Regions from separate parts of the Mus musculus genome. Here all the other regions are linked to region 4. A link is a contact called in public Hi-C, HiChIP or PLAC-seq and promoter capture Hi-C data. All regions are on one chromosome and are shown on one strand. Each heading gives the region's core, a stretch centred on a gene start, on an enhancer-like site or on the middle of the called end of the contact. The rest is flanking DNA. Distances are from core to core; before and after follow the strand shown. Region 1 holds the start of Adm (adrenomedullin). Region 2 has its middle 17 kb from the start of Gm28863. Region 3 holds the start of Rnf141 (ring finger protein 141). Region 4 holds the start of Tmem41b (transmembrane protein 41B). Region 5 holds the start of Ampd3 (adenosine monophosphate deaminase 3).

Region 1 (2,700 bases), core at 7-2,506, 640 kb after region 4:
CAGGGCTGGGGGCTAGGAGCTGTCGTAGGTCATGTCTTTAGCTTCGGGACCTTCCGGGAGACCTGCATGCGGAGCTACGCCTGTCGCCCAGTTTGGCCCTAGAAGGGAAGAAAGTGAACTCACGGATCTGTGAAGAGCACCAGCCCGTGGCAAACGTGTTCGAACTGATTCATCGTGAATTAGCACATATCTCTGGGCTAGGCGGGGGCCGGCATTCTCCCCCCACCTGATGAGAATGGTGACCCCAGCCAGAAAACCGAGCCGCTGTGCCCCAGTCTTTTGAGTCCAGACTCTACAGCTTCCCACCTTTAGTGTGACTGGGCAATAGACTTACCCTTTCGGCACTTCACTTTAATTCAAGAGAACACCAGCTCGGGAGTGTAGAGATCAAAAGCGATTGGGATCTGGCTGGGATTTGTCAACTGTAAAGTGATTAACATATGTGAGGCATTAGTGTGCTCCCAGTCAGTCAATCCTCACGTTTATGATGGATGAATGAAGGCAGTCAGGTCAACTCGCAGGTCATAGCCTTATAAGGGATAATAGTATCACAAGGAAGAAAACAAAACTATCTCTCTTCCTAATTTTGGCTATTCCTGTATTTCCAAATAGGAATGTGAGTTCTGAATTTTCAGATAACTACCCTCTCCAAACCCCAATTTCCAATTCAGCTGTTCCCAGTTCTGCCCTTATTACGAAATCCGTACTGGCTAGTCTATCGAGAAACCCCTCAGTCCCAGTCACTGGAGACTGAGCCTCTCCCTTCCAGGTGTACCCTGCGGGCACAGATGGGGGTCGAGGCTCAGTCAGGTGCTAAGCCGGCAGGGGGCGCGGTCCATTTGAGGTCACAGCTCCCCAAGTCCGGGGTTTTGGTTATCCATGTGTCCCACCCGTCTCCCGGTTCTTGCAGCACTGTCCAGGAAGCTCAGATCAGCACTCTGGGTTGTACACATTATGGGCAAAGGATTCACCCCACCCGAGTTGTTCTGGTTCCCCTTCCCTTCTCACTGTTTGAACTCTATGCTGGGAAATTAGGGCAAGGGAAGTCCTGCTCCAGTCTAATCTCTCAGAGCGGATCTCTGAGATGTCTAGCCACAGGGGACCTCTTACCCCTACCCCCCATACCCACAGGCAAGCTGCAGGGCAGGTCTGGTTTTAGAAGCAAGCACGCTGGAGAGGGAGGACTCCAGGGCAAATCTGACCACGCCCACCGTCCGCCCCTGAGCGCTTATAAGACGCTGGAGCTGGTGCTCACTAGTCAGTGGTTTCTTGGTGACACTAGACAGAGCAACTCCAGCGTTACCGCTCCCGCTCCTGGTTTCTCGGCTTCTCATCGCAGTCAATCTTGGACTTTGGGGTTTTGCTACTGTCAGAAGGACTTCTTTCTGCTTCAAGTGCTTGACAACGCACCCCTTTATCAGGTAGGAACCGCTGGCCTCCAGCATGTTAGGGAGGGGGACGGCTTTGCCAAAGCCCCAAAACTTGCAGAGCTGGACAAGGGGGAACAACCCACTTTAGGGTATCCAATGTAGAGAACACCTCATTGCCCAGGTCTAGCTCATGCGCACAGCTGGAGCTCTCTTGAGATCCCCCCTCCTCCTTGGGCTGAGATCCTGGGACTTTAGTTGGAAACCTCTGGAAGCCTGGCACTTCTCAATGGCTTCCTTTGCCTTGCTTGTCACCCACCCGGCCAGCGCAAAAATCTCCGGTGTTTCTCTGCGCCAGTGGGGGAGATAAGCAGCTGAGCCAGGAAGAGCGCTGCCAAGCGGCTCCCCGTCCTGCCGCCACCCTTCGCGTGCTGACGGGATCGTGCTGCTGGCCCGGTTGCTCACACTCGGTGTCTTGTTCCTTTCCAGGGTATCAGAGCATCGCCACAGAATGAAGCTGGTTTCCATCACCCTGATGTTATTGGGTTCACTCGCTTTCCTAGGCGCGGACACTGCAGGGCCAGATACTCCTTCGCAGTTCCGAAAGAAGTGAGTTTGGGCCGTGCTTTCTTTCTTCACTTTGAATACCTGGCAATGAGAGAAAACTGAGAGATGGTCTGGAGGTGTTACAAAGGGAGTGGAGCTGGCTGGGACATCACTTGAACTTAGGCCAAACGCATCTGCTTGTGTTTTCTAGGTGGAATAAGTGGGCGCTAAGTCGTGGGAAGAGGGAACTACAAGCATCCAGCAGCTACCCTACGGGACTCGCTGATGAGACGACAGTTCCTACCCAGACTCTTGATCCATTCCTGGACGAGCAGAACACAACTGGCCCCCTACAAGCCAGGTAACTATGCTCTCTGCAGAGGATGTGCCCTCTCCACTACTCTGACCCTGGGGATTGTCCTGGCTGCACTGCAGCTGAGGCTCCGGCGGAGGGAACGGGTTCCAGGTCCCTCGGGTACTGCATGGCTCCGGTCCCAGGTGGTTGGGACCAAAGCCCCGGTTGATGAGGTGTCCTTCCTTCTTCACAGCAATCAGAGCGAAGCCCACATTCGTGTCAAACGCTACCGCCAGAGCATGAACCAGGGTTCCCGCAGCAATGGATGCCGCTTCGGGACCTGCACATTTCAGAAATTGGCCCACCAGATCTACCAGCTAACAGACAAAGACAAGGACGGCATGGCTCCCAGAAACAAGATCAGCCCTCAAGGCTATGGCCGCCGGCGCCGGCGTTCCCTGCTGGAGGTCCTCCGGTCCCGGACTGTGGAGT
Region 2 (2,700 bases), core at 55-2,554, 660 kb after region 4:
ACTGAGCTGATCACCTATGCACTCATCTGCAGAAATCCTGGAGGAGGTAGGGGTGGGGGTGGGGGAAGGGAGGAAGGAGTAGGAGGAAGGCTTCTCAGAATTACTCAGATGAACAGCTCATGGTATACAAAGCATACATACTAGAGTGTGACGAGGAGACAAAAGGTACACTATAGAGGCTTCAAAATACAGATGCATTGCTTTTAGAGTAAGTATGGCTCTTGATAAATTCACAAAAACTCATAACACGCAAAATTCCTTCCACCCGTGTCTTGCCCTGTTACTGTGGTTCACAAGCTTGTGTTGTGTTTATGTTTCATGCATTTTCTTGTTTATGTCCAGTTGTTCTTCTCTAGGGTTGTGTAAAGGCTTTGGGAATGTTCTAGCCTGGCTCAGCCATGGCAAGAGGCCAGCCACTAAAGCAATATTTCCTCTTGGGGGGCTGATGTGATCTCAGCAATGGAAAGTGAGGGGACCCAAGACAGGAAAACCCTTGCAGGTCTGGGGTAATGGTTTCAGCTTTTCCTTCCTCTCGGGATACTCATGACAGCTCTTAGTTCTAGAAGATCCTGGGTCATTTCACTTCTCATCTTCAGGCAGGGAACAACTGTTTAGTGAATAATAAGCTAAATGCTTCCTGGGATTGCTTGGAGATCTGTGGGAGCCCACCCACCATCTCTTGTATCTGCTGTGTTCTTGCTCACCCCAGAAGACTCAGCCTATGCTCCAAGTTCCTGCCAGAAAGTTCTACCTGCTCCTTCACCCTGAGTTGGTGGAGAGAGAGGGGATAGCAACTGCTGAGAGAACTCCAGATGATCAGAAGGTTGGACAACCGATTGGCAGGTCACAAGGCCACCATAGCCGCAGCCTGACAAAGGTTCCCACACAAGGGCATGTGTAGGCTCTATGATGAGCATGTGGACAAGGCCGTTGCTTCTTCAACAAGCTTGCCTTTTGATGAGCAAAGTGGTGTGCGTGCCGGGTGGTGTCAGGGCATGATTGTTTCCCATTGTTTTTGATACCAGCTTTTATGCCTTCTGTTGTGTCTGGTAACTAAGATGCTGTCAAGAAAATACAGCAAGGCTTCTCTGAGCTGAAAAAGAGCACTTTTGCAATTAGCCTTTTGTCCCTTAGGTCTGTTTCTCTTAGAACAAATGTAATCTTACTCGCTACAGACTGTCTAAAATAGCTTTTCTGATGAGTCACCTAAAAGTAAAGTTGCAGATAGCCTATTGTTTCAGCCATAGCCAGCCAACTACTAGTTACACTCACTGGGGGACGGCTGCTCTATGCTCACATGTATTTTGAGGCCAGCCTTAAAAACATCCAGAGAGCATGAAATGCCTCAGACCATGCCTTGGTACTATGCATCTCAGAAGTTCAATTTGGTTCCTCAGGACCCAAGACACGTGAGGATTTTGCCCTCAGTCATTACGACCCCACCCCCACCCTCCGCACACGCGCAGCACAGGAGTGTGCGCAGAACCTTAGGGAAATCTCCAGGAGGCCATGCTGAAGGGTCAGAGGACTTTGTAGTTGCTCTGAGGAAGAAACGAAAGCTTTAAACAGAACATCGTGCCATGGCTTGAAAGGTCATTATCTAGTTCACACTTACCTCAGAATCTAAATATTGTCTGAAAATGGATAAGTTTGCCAGGACCGCGAGCAGTGAAATCACTCAAAATAGCTCTTAGGAATCTTCAAGGCCAGTGTGGCTCGGGCCGGCCATTGACACTCAAAGCCATTGCTGCCTGTGGGAGGAATTCAGCAGCAGTGAGACGGGGCAGCTGCTTAGAGGAAGGGTTTTCCTCCGTAGTCCTTGAAAACTGTAGATGCCTCTCTTCTTCAAGTGAGTCAACTTTGTCTCTCTTCCATCACCGGCAAGCGTGGGGAGGAGACTGGTGCTCTTCAAGTGGGTTCCTCAGCGCTGCAGACCTCTGAACAGTCTGCCCTCCCCCAACCCCAAGCTGTGGTGGCAGTGCCCATGTGGTGTCTTAGTAGGCAGCAGTGGCTACCAGCTTTACTTTGCTCCTGGCCGGGCCGCACCCTGGATTGGCTAAAGCCAGGTTACCTCCTTCCAGGCAGCTGCAGGGGTCAAAGTCCAGAGGAGTTCTTCCCAAGTAAACAAGTCGGACAAAGGCAGTTCCCAGCAGTACACGGGGCTGCACTCCAGAAGGCTGTTTGCAAATCTGTCCTTTGGAATCTGGAAGACTATTCCTGAGGAGGAACAATGTTATACTTTGTGGCAACATTCCCAGGCTATCCCATACCACTGAATGGACCCAGAACGGACTTATAATGAAGTGTTCTGGGCATAACGTTGTAGGCAATAGAGACATTTACTGAGCCCTGTAGGATACGGTGTGATATGTGAATTCAAAGTTAACCCCAGCTTTGTAGAGGGTTGACTTGGTGCCTTCCACTCTGCATTTGAGCAGCACCATCCTTTGGGCTCAGGTCCAGACTGACTAATAAGGAGGAAAAACGCTGAACCCGGCCATGGCACTCCTCTCTCTGCTTCCTGACTTAGATGCAATGTGACCAGCTGTTCTGTGCTGTGACACCATCGACTTCCTTACCACAATGGACTGTACTTTCAAACTGTGAGCAAAAATAGACCCTTCCTTCCTTAGGCTATTTTAGGTGTTTGTGAAATTTATTTTTATCTTATGCATGTGGATGTTTAGCCCACGCACATCA
Region 3 (2,700 bases), core at 165-2,664, 860 kb after region 4:
TAGAATGCCTGTTCTGGGGTCAAAGGTATTAAGGAGGAGAAATAAAACTAAAGAAATCTCAATAAAATAAAATAAAACCTGAAAACCTATAAACAAACAGAGTACTGAGTAAGTGCTGGAGTTCTAATAGCACCAGTTGTTAATTTTCCTTATAGATTATCCATTCATCCTTTCATGGATTCTTGGAAAATTGGCAAGTATTATAGACAGCCTGACAAAGCACACACCAAGTAGTAAGTACACTCTGACTTAGAAAGAAAAATATTCTCTTTGCACCTTCTCTACCTTTTTAGAAAGAGAAATCAACTTCCTCTAGTTAAAAGAATTTAGATATATTCAGAGAATATCTATCCTATATGTCCCTTATATATATGGTTCCCTTACGCCAAATGACAAAGATAACATAGTCTTGAAAAACACAATCATGTTAAGACAGAAACCGAAACCAGCCAGCACAAAAGGGGTAAAACAAAATCCACGCAAGTCCTGAGGGCTCTGAATTCAGAAGGCATTACTTTTCAAGGACAACTATCAGGACCATTGGTCGGGTGACAGTTCAAGCCCAAGTAAAAGTCTAAAGGGTGAATTTCATTCTATAGCAAGCACGGTAAGGGGGTGTGGAAAAGATGGTCTTAGTTTGAGAAGCACGGATTAAAAGCAACTGGGAGTGTTACTGGAGCTACATGTACTCCAGAAGAAGGACAAGAAATGCTGGGCATCAGGAAATGGGGCTGGGTCGGAATATGAAGAATATGAAGGTAGGCTGGAGACAAATTGCAACAACAGTAACCCCACAGTTTTGTAATGAAACTGCACACAGAAGGCAACTTACCCTACAATTATGATTAGCAAGGAAACTTTTTTTTTAATGTCGGTCCTCAAAAGGTAGCAATTAGCTTGACAAGCAAGGGCCCGGGTGCACTGCCGGGGCGGGTTTAGTAGGAGGGCTGGCCGACACCACGGGCCCAGGCTCTCCCTCAGAAGCCTTGCCCTGTGGCCACCCTGCCGCCCTGGCCCCAGCACCCGCCCCTCAGCCCCTCCTTGGCGCACCTGCTCTGCTAACCAACAGCTAAACTGCTCAGTGCGCCAGCGCCAAGATTCAAAACCGCTCGAGCTGATCTCTGAAAGCTCTCCTCAGCACCACCGCGAAGGCGGACCCAGAGTCTCCACCGCCACCGAGAAGGCGGACCCAGAGTCTCCACCCGCCCAGGAATCGGTGCCCAAAGCCCGCAGCCGAGGCCCTGACAAGGGGCCCTAGCTCCTCTGAAGCCCGGTTTCACACCCTGGTGCTGCCCGGGCCTCCACTCCCTACTCCAGGACCGTGGAGTGGCTGGGAAGGGACACAGCGAAGGGGCGGCGCTGCAAGGCTCACCCAGTTCAAGGCATCGCTCTCCTCGCACCAGGGACACCGCCTCGGCTGCTGCTTAGCTAAACCCGCTAGGCGGCAGCGGCGCGGCCCGCAAACCAGTCGCACCTCAGTGACGTAAGGCCACGCCCTCGCGCGTTGCCTGGAGACGGAGCTCCACCCCCCCCTGTTGGCTTTGGAGGTTTTTGTAGCTCAAGGCTGCTGACACACACCTGTAGGCAAAATAGTCACATACATAGAAATCAATAAAATTAAATACTTTTGTAAAAAAGGACAAAAAAATGAAGAGGCAAGTCACAGGCTTTGGAAAAGCAAAATATATTTAACAAAGGACTTCTAATTAGAATACACAATTCTTACCCCTCCCCCCCCCAAAAAAAAAAAAAACAACAACAACAACAAAAAAACCCACAATTTTTTTAAATGGCCAAAGACTAGACTAGCCTTTTAGATTTATGGATAGCAAATAAGCACATGAAATGATGTCTGAGACCATTATGCAAATTAGAAGGGAAGTGAATTATCAATACAATACCACAGTGGCTAAAATGAAAAGAACTGTATTAAATATTGACAAAGATGCTGAACAAATCTGTTCAGATTGTCTGTTGGGGATGTAAAATGATACAATCATTGTGGAACGAGATTGTGGCCATTTCTTTAAAACCTAAGCACAAACATTCCAACCACATAGTCCAGTCATCCTGCTTCTAGAATAGATCCACATGAAGACTAGTACACCAACATCAGATACCTGATGTGGTGGTTTGAATGAAAATGGTCCCCATAGGCCCACAGGGAATGGCACTATTAGGAAGTGTGGCCTTGCTGCAATAGATAAGGCTTTGTTGGAGAAAATATGTCACTAGGGGTGGGCTTTGAGTTTTCAGATGCGTAGGTCAGACCCAGTGTCACTCTCTCTTCCTGCTGCCTGCTGATCCAGATGTAGAACTCTCAGCTACCTCTCCAGCATGTCTGCCTGTGTGCTGCCATGCTTCCCACCATGACTATTATGGACTAAACCACGGAATTCTAAGTCAGCCCCAATGAATTGTTTTCCTTTATACGAGTTTCTCTGATCATGGTGTCTCTTCACAGCAGTAGAAACCCTATGACAACATATCAACAGGTGAATGGAAAACAACTGAAATAAAGTCACACAATGGAATATTACTCAGCAATAATAAAGAATACATGATTGACACACTTAACAATGTGGATGAGCCTGAAATACTTAGGCTGAAAGAAGATAGACCTTCCAAAAAAATTTTCTAGAATAGCCCCCGCCCCCAGGAATCTTTAGTGGCAAAATCAGATCAGTGGTTGCTTAGCGG
Region 4 (2,700 bases), core at 193-2,692:
AAGGCTGGTGGATCTCTGAGTTCCAAATCAGCTTGACCTACAGAACCAAACAAGGTCTTTTAAAAAGTAGAAGGCAGGGAGGGGGCTGGTGAGATGGCTCAGTGGGTAAGAGCACCCGACTGCTCTTCCAAAGGTCCAGAGTTCAAATCCCAGCAACCACATGGTGGTTCACAAGCATCTGTAACGTGATCTGATACCCTCTTCTGGTGTGTCTGAAGACAGCTACTGTGTACTTACATGTAATAAATAAATTAAAAAAAAAAAAAGTACAAGGCGAAGGCCGTGCAGTGGTGGCACACGCCTTTAATCTCAGCACTTGAGAGGCAGAGGCAGACGATTTCTGAGTTCGAGGCCAGCCTGATCTACAGAGTGAGTTCCAGGACAGCCAGGGCTATACAGAGAAACCCTGTCTTGAAAGACCAAAAAAAAAAAAAACAAAAAAAACAAAAAAAAAAACAAGGCGGTAGTGTACGCCTGCACGCCTTGGATCCAAGTACTTGGGAGGCTGAAGGAAGCCATTCTTTGCCTTAGAGGCCAGTCTAATCTACAGAGCAAGGTCCTCCAATACAACCAGGGCTACTTAGCTTGAAAACAAATCAAACAATTTTTTTTTTTTAAGTTACAAACCAGGTTAAATGGAAACACAAGAGCTGAAAATGTTGTGTTTTTTTCGAGGCAGGGTTTTCTCTGTGTAACCTGGAACTTGTCTGTCTCCGGAGAACTGGATTAAAAGGACGCGCAACTACAACTACCACCGGCTAGAATCTGACACTTTCAAGTGGCACCTGGAAGGGCAAGTCTTTGCTCTTAATCACAACCTTAGTGTGGCTCTGTGACTCTACACAAGTCATGGAGCTGCATAGTCCTCAGTATGTTCATCTGTAAAACAATACAACGAAAGCTCAAGTCTCTCAAATACCTGTCTGGGTGGCCTGGATAACGAACCGGTCTATTTGGTGTCACAAGTCGGGGTCACCGCTTCCTTTGACTAAAGTCTATTGAGAAAAAACTAACTAGGAGGAGTCTAGCCCTCTGTCATGCTGGGTTCCCCGCCAAGTACAGGACTCTCTTGCTGAGATGCTTCGGTGCTGAAAGGTCCCTCTTTCCCTGCGACCTGCACCACGGGGTCCTAATCTTTAGGGCAGCCTCAGCCCCGTCCCGCAGGTCCACTCACCGTTCAGATGATCTTTGCTGCCAGGCGCGGCGGAACCCTGGGTCCTCACTGCCCGGTCCCCGGCTGGGGTCGAGTGCAACATTTCGGTGGGCGATCGATCAGCCACTCTGCCTTTCGCCATGGCTGCTGCGGGGGCCGCGAAGAGCTCCTACTGGTGCCGCGCCCCCTTGAATGACTAAAGCTCCTCCCGCAGCTTTCTTTCAACACCCAGGCGCGAGGCACAACTACTTCCGGCACGACCACCTCACCTGAGACGACCTCGAAAACTTGACACTCGGCGGAGCCTTCCAGAGATATCAGGTGAGGGCCCGCCCAGAACCGCCCACGAACCTCGCGCGCTCCCGCACGCCCAGTAACCGCGAGACAAGTCAGGGCCGACCCCGCCCCCTCCGGGGCCCCGCCCACCTCGCTGGTGTAGGGCGCATGAGCAATATCGCATTGGCAAGTCATGGGTCTGCGGCCTAAGGTCCGACTTCTCCGCGTAGCTTTCGTCACACGGAAGTGAGGCTCGAGTACTTCAGACTCTTTGTTCCGCCAACCGGAAGTGTCTGCGCGCGACTAGTTGGTGTTGGAGATTCCATTCGTTCCGCAGCAAATGGGTTACAAGCGCTGTGGAAGCTGGAAGCCTGTTCTTAAAATCGTGTAAAATTTAAAACATGAGACAAACGTACCTGAATCTCACAAAATTGAGACCTAGAAACAAAGAAGATCACAGAGTGACAGAAATTAGTTTAGAGTCCAAGGTTTTTCACTCACCTGTCCAAAGTAAATTCACCCTTACTCGCTATATTTTGGCGTTTCCTGAGCCAAGGCATAGCTTCTTGACAGTTTTTCTCCTTCTGCCCCTCATATCCAGCTTCTCACTGGTAAGTATATTAGAGTCACCTCTTCTTTAGGATTTTGCTTTGTCTTGTTCTTTTTTTTTTTTAAGATTTATTTATTATTATATCTAAGTACACTGTAGCTGTCTTCAGACAGACCAGAAGAGGGCATCAGATCTCATTACGGATGTTTGTGAGCCACCATGTGGTTGCTGGGATTTGAATTCAAGACTTCGGAAGGGCAGTCGGTGCTCTTAACCACTGAGCCATCTCTCCAGCCCTGTTTTGTTTTGTTCTTGCTGTCGATATAATCTTAGACCTTGGGCATACAAACCACACCATTCTGTTGCTGAGCGATGCCCCTATCCAATTGACATTTTTTTCGTTATCTTTTTTAAAAGCAGGTATCGAAGGTAATAGTGGGGAATTTCTTCGTGAAAGTAACTTAGCAGTGTATTTTAAAATTTGGACAAAAAGGGGGAGTGGGGAATTGGATTGTTCTTAAGCAGTAATTACACTTAGAAGAAATAATCTGATATCTAGAGAATTGGCAGCTCAGTGCGTAGAAGTATTTGTCTCTTAAACTTGACAGGCTTATTTCGGTCTCTGAGACCTAATAGCAGTAGGTGAGAACTAACTCTTGGAAGTTGTCCTCTGATTACTTTTTTTTGGGGGGGGGGGCGGTTTGAGACAGGGTTTCTCTGT
Region 5 (2,700 bases), core at 26-2,525, 780 kb after region 4:
AACACTCATAACTCCAGTTCTAGGGGAGACAATGCCCTCTTTTGACTTCCTCATGCACCAAATACACAGGTATGCACAGACATATATGGGAACAAAAGGTTCATGCACATAAATAAATCTAAAAAAAATTAAGGTTCAGCAAACTAGCTAGCTTTTTGTTTCTGTTTCTGTTTGTTTGTTTTTCTGTTAGACAGGGTTTCTTTGTATAACAGAGCCCTGGCTGTCCTGGACTTGCTTTGTAGACCAGGCCGGTCTCAAACTCAAAGATAGCTGTATGCTGCTTGAGTGCTGGGATCAAAGGCATGGACCACCAAGCCTGGCCTAGCAAACTAGTTTAATCACGGTTCTTTCACCAAGCCGATCATGGGCAACTTTAAAGCAAGAAGAAAAAGATGCAGCATACTATTCATTAAAAGGAAAATAATTTTCTGGGTTGATGGTATGTGCCTTTAATCCCAGCAGTCTGGAGGCAGAAGGAGGGTCCATATAGCAAAATCCAGGTGAGCCAGGGCTGCATAGTGAGATCCTGTCGTATTTTTAAATTATTGCTTCATTTTTATCACATCTTTAACATTTTAAGTGTGCTATGTAATGTATATTAGCAGTCATGTGAGTATCATTGATAAATATGTAGATTGCAAGCATCAGGCTATGAAGTAGAAAGAATAAAATTTGGTGCTTAAATGAGACAGCTGTGAAGTGAATGAAAACTCACAGTAGCAGTAACTCTGTGAAAGAGGCACAAGTCAAAAGGTGGCTCCCCAGTGTGGCTTAAAGTGGGGGTGCTTGGGTGAGGTCACTGGTCAAGACTAAAACCACCAGCAGGCAATTAGGAGTTGGGCCTAGGAATCTCTGGTTGAGATGCACCTGCCGCTCTAGAGTATTCTGGGCCTAAGAGTTTACTAGCTTATCAGCAGGCAGGAGGCCATTAAAACCACCTGGATGGGCCTGGATTCTCTGAGTTAGCTCCAGAAATGATCCAGGGAGCTGGCATCCCGAGACTCCTCGGAGCAGGAGCAGCATAATGGAAAACCAGGCCATGGAGGCTAAGAAACCGGTCACTCTGTGGAAGTCTGTGGAAGCCAGCGGCGGCAGACACCCAGTGCTAACTTTGGGAGCTGTGTTCCAGGAAGGAAGGCGTGGTCAGCAGGCTGCAGTGCTGGGAAGAGGTGAGCAAGGGTGCACAGAAAGCTCCCGCTGGCCTTGGCAACTCAGAGGTCATTCCGGACTTTGAGGGGCTGGCATAGAAACTAGACCGCAGAAGGCTGGGAAGCAAGGAAGTGTGTGTGTGTGTGTGTGTGTGTGTGTGTGTGTGTGTGTGTGTGTGTGTGTGTGTGTGTGTGTACACGCGCGCGCCCGTGTGTGTTGGGAGGGGCGGGAAGGTGATTCAAGGGACCGGTCCAACACCTGGAGAAAACCAACGCTTGCTGGTCGGTTTAGCTACCAAGAGTAAGTGTCGTGGAGGGAACCATGCCTCTAGAATCTCGTTTTTTGGGGAAAGTCCTGGTTGGGAGGGGAGGAGGAGGTGGGCAAACACCTCGAGGCGCAGCAGCTAGATTGGTGGTAGGGAGGCTCAGAGCGGGTATCCCTGCTGGCATCTGACCCGGGACAGTGTCGCGGCCCCACGGAGCCCGGGTGGAGCCGGACTCGCTTCCGGCCGAGGACAGGGAGGCTGCCGCGCCCGGGTGCTTAGGTTTCCTGCTGGCAGCGCGGCCCAGCGCCTCGGGTAGCTTCGGGTCCTCCAGGTAGTGCGCGATCCCGCTGCACAGGCTCTCTGCCCCGCCACCGGGCCCTGCCGCACAGCGCTCAGCCTGGTCCCCACCAGTCGCGGGCTCCTGCGGGGCGGGCACGGGCTGCAAGCGCGGCCTGGTCGGGTCCAGCTCCACGTACCGGGCCGCGCAGGCGTCAGTGCGCTGCTGCCGCTGCCCTGTGCGCCCTGCCCGGCGCGGCACCTGCGCTCCAGCCCGGCAGCCGGCCCCCATGGCCCTGCCCTCCGAATCCGGTGAGTGCGCGCGATGCTGCGCCGCTGACCTTGGGCCGGCGCTCTGTGCCCAGTCCCCTCTGTGCTCAGAGACCAGAACCTCCGCAGCTCCCACCTCCAGAGCCTGTTCCCCGTCCCTACCCAGCGGTGGCCTGGGTCCTGGCCTCTGGTGAGCCTGCAGCACCTCTGGTTCCTGGCTTAGAGAAAAATCTCAAGATTTAGGGAAATTAAAGGAACCGGGCATGCTAGCTTTTGAGCTCCTGGACAAGTTTCTAGGTGCCTGAGCCTCACTGGGTGTGTTGGGCTGGGGTGAACTTCTAGGTGGAGGCAGAGGTATGGACCAGATGATGAGTCCGTTTGAGGACCCCTTTCTTACCTCCTGTCACTGGGCAAGTCACTGGGAGTACACCCTTGTGCTGTAGTAGGTTGGTTCCGCCCTTGAACTTCCTGCAGCTGCTTTAAGAGCAGATCTGCTAATGGCTGGTCTAGGCTGGCAGAGGCCTGTGATGCAAGTTTGAGAGGCCCCTTAGTAGATGTTTTCTAACGGGAGTGTCCCCAAACTGCATGTGGCTGGTGAGAAATAAGCAAAGTTACTGGAGTAAAGCTGACAGCAGTATGCCCAGTATGGTCCTGAGCAGTTGTGGGCTGAGCAGGGACCTCTTTAAGAAGACATGCTTTGTACCCTAGGTACAAAGAGTCAATGCCAAGTTGCAGGCAGC

Evidence for each region. Promoter capture Hi-C pulls out the DNA fragments that hold promoters and counts their contacts. Hi-C and Micro-C count contacts between places; a contact is called where the count stands out from the background. HiChIP or PLAC-seq counts read pairs in DNA pulled down with a chosen protein or histone mark.
Region 1: a Hi-C map of B cells shows a contact between it and region 4, with 18 read pairs. The contact joins the promoter of Adm here to the promoter of Tmem41b in region 4. A contact is called at or near these places in 15 of 39 promoter capture datasets (the 3T3-L1 cell line, 3T3-L1-derived adipocytes, the C10 cell line and 9 more), 5 of 484 Hi-C or Micro-C datasets (B cells, the Ba/F3 cell line, the HPC-7 cell line and 2 more), 9 of 115 datasets of contacts at active chromatin or transcription factors (T-cell acute lymphoblastic leukemia, astrocytes, embryonic stem cells and 5 more) and 2 of 9 other capture datasets (liver and macrophages).
Region 2: an H3K27ac HiChIP or PLAC-seq map of extraembryonic endoderm stem cells shows a contact between it and region 4, with 3 times the contacts expected there. The contact joins the enhancer-like site here to the promoter of Tmem41b in region 4. A contact is called at or near these places in 1 of 39 promoter capture datasets (the SN4741 cell line), 3 of 484 Hi-C or Micro-C datasets (the Ba/F3 cell line, the HPC-7 cell line and the N1E-115 cell line) and 3 of 115 datasets of contacts at active chromatin or transcription factors (T-cell acute lymphoblastic leukemia, embryonic stem cells and extraembryonic endoderm stem cells).
Region 3: a contact with region 4 is called in a promoter capture Hi-C map of pre-B cells, with 5 times the contacts expected there. The contact joins the promoter of Rnf141 here to the promoter of Tmem41b in region 4. A contact is called at or near these places in 4 of 39 promoter capture datasets (hippocampal neurons, liver and pre-B cells), 2 of 484 Hi-C or Micro-C datasets (B cells and CD4 T cells), 2 of 115 datasets of contacts at active chromatin or transcription factors (large pre-B cells and memory CD8 T cells) and 1 of 9 other capture datasets (liver).
Region 5: a promoter capture Hi-C map of hippocampal neurons shows a contact between it and region 4, with 3 times the contacts expected there. The contact joins the promoter of Ampd3 here to the promoter of Tmem41b in region 4. A contact is called at or near these places in 2 of 39 promoter capture datasets (hippocampal neurons and pre-B cells), 1 of 115 datasets of contacts at active chromatin or transcription factors (bone marrow-derived macrophages) and 1 of 9 other capture datasets (adipose tissue).

The regions. Positions count from the first base shown.
Region 1 is chr7:110,626,401-110,629,100 of GRCm38.p6, forward strand. It overlaps Adm (adrenomedullin), which reads left to right and starts at 1,257. Exons shown (of 4, transcript NM_009627.2): 1 at 1,257-1,421; 2 at 1,857-1,976; 3 at 2,125-2,274; 4 at 2,462-2,700. The coding sequence starts at 1,879. It overlaps Gm28863 (a long non-coding RNA gene), which reads right to left. Exons shown (of 3, transcript XR_003946665.1): 2 at 335-2,015; 3 at 1-98.
Region 2 is chr7:110,646,832-110,649,531 of GRCm38.p6, forward strand. No RefSeq gene overlaps it. Among named protein-coding and RNA genes, the nearest start is that of Gm28863, 17 kb to the left of the region's middle. Within about 2 kb of position 1,305, at least 77 of the 459 cell types and tissues checked have an H3K27ac peak or open chromatin away from gene starts, as enhancers often do. A contact at or near this core is called in extraembryonic endoderm stem cells, where this site is marked.
Region 3 is chr7:110,842,967-110,845,666 of GRCm38.p6, forward strand. It overlaps Rnf141 (ring finger protein 141), which reads right to left and starts at 1,415. Exons shown (of 6, transcript NM_025999.3): 1 at 1,373-1,415.
Region 4 is chr7:109,984,788-109,987,487 of GRCm38.p6, forward strand. It overlaps Tmem41b (transmembrane protein 41B), which reads right to left and starts at 1,443. Exons shown (of 7, transcript NM_153525.5): 1 at 1,175-1,443. The coding sequence starts at 1,295.
Region 5 is chr7:110,766,931-110,769,630 of GRCm38.p6, forward strand. It overlaps Ampd3 (adenosine monophosphate deaminase 3), which reads left to right and starts at 1,276. Exons shown (of 15, transcript NM_001276301.1): 1 at 1,276-1,449. It also overlaps B430319F04Rik.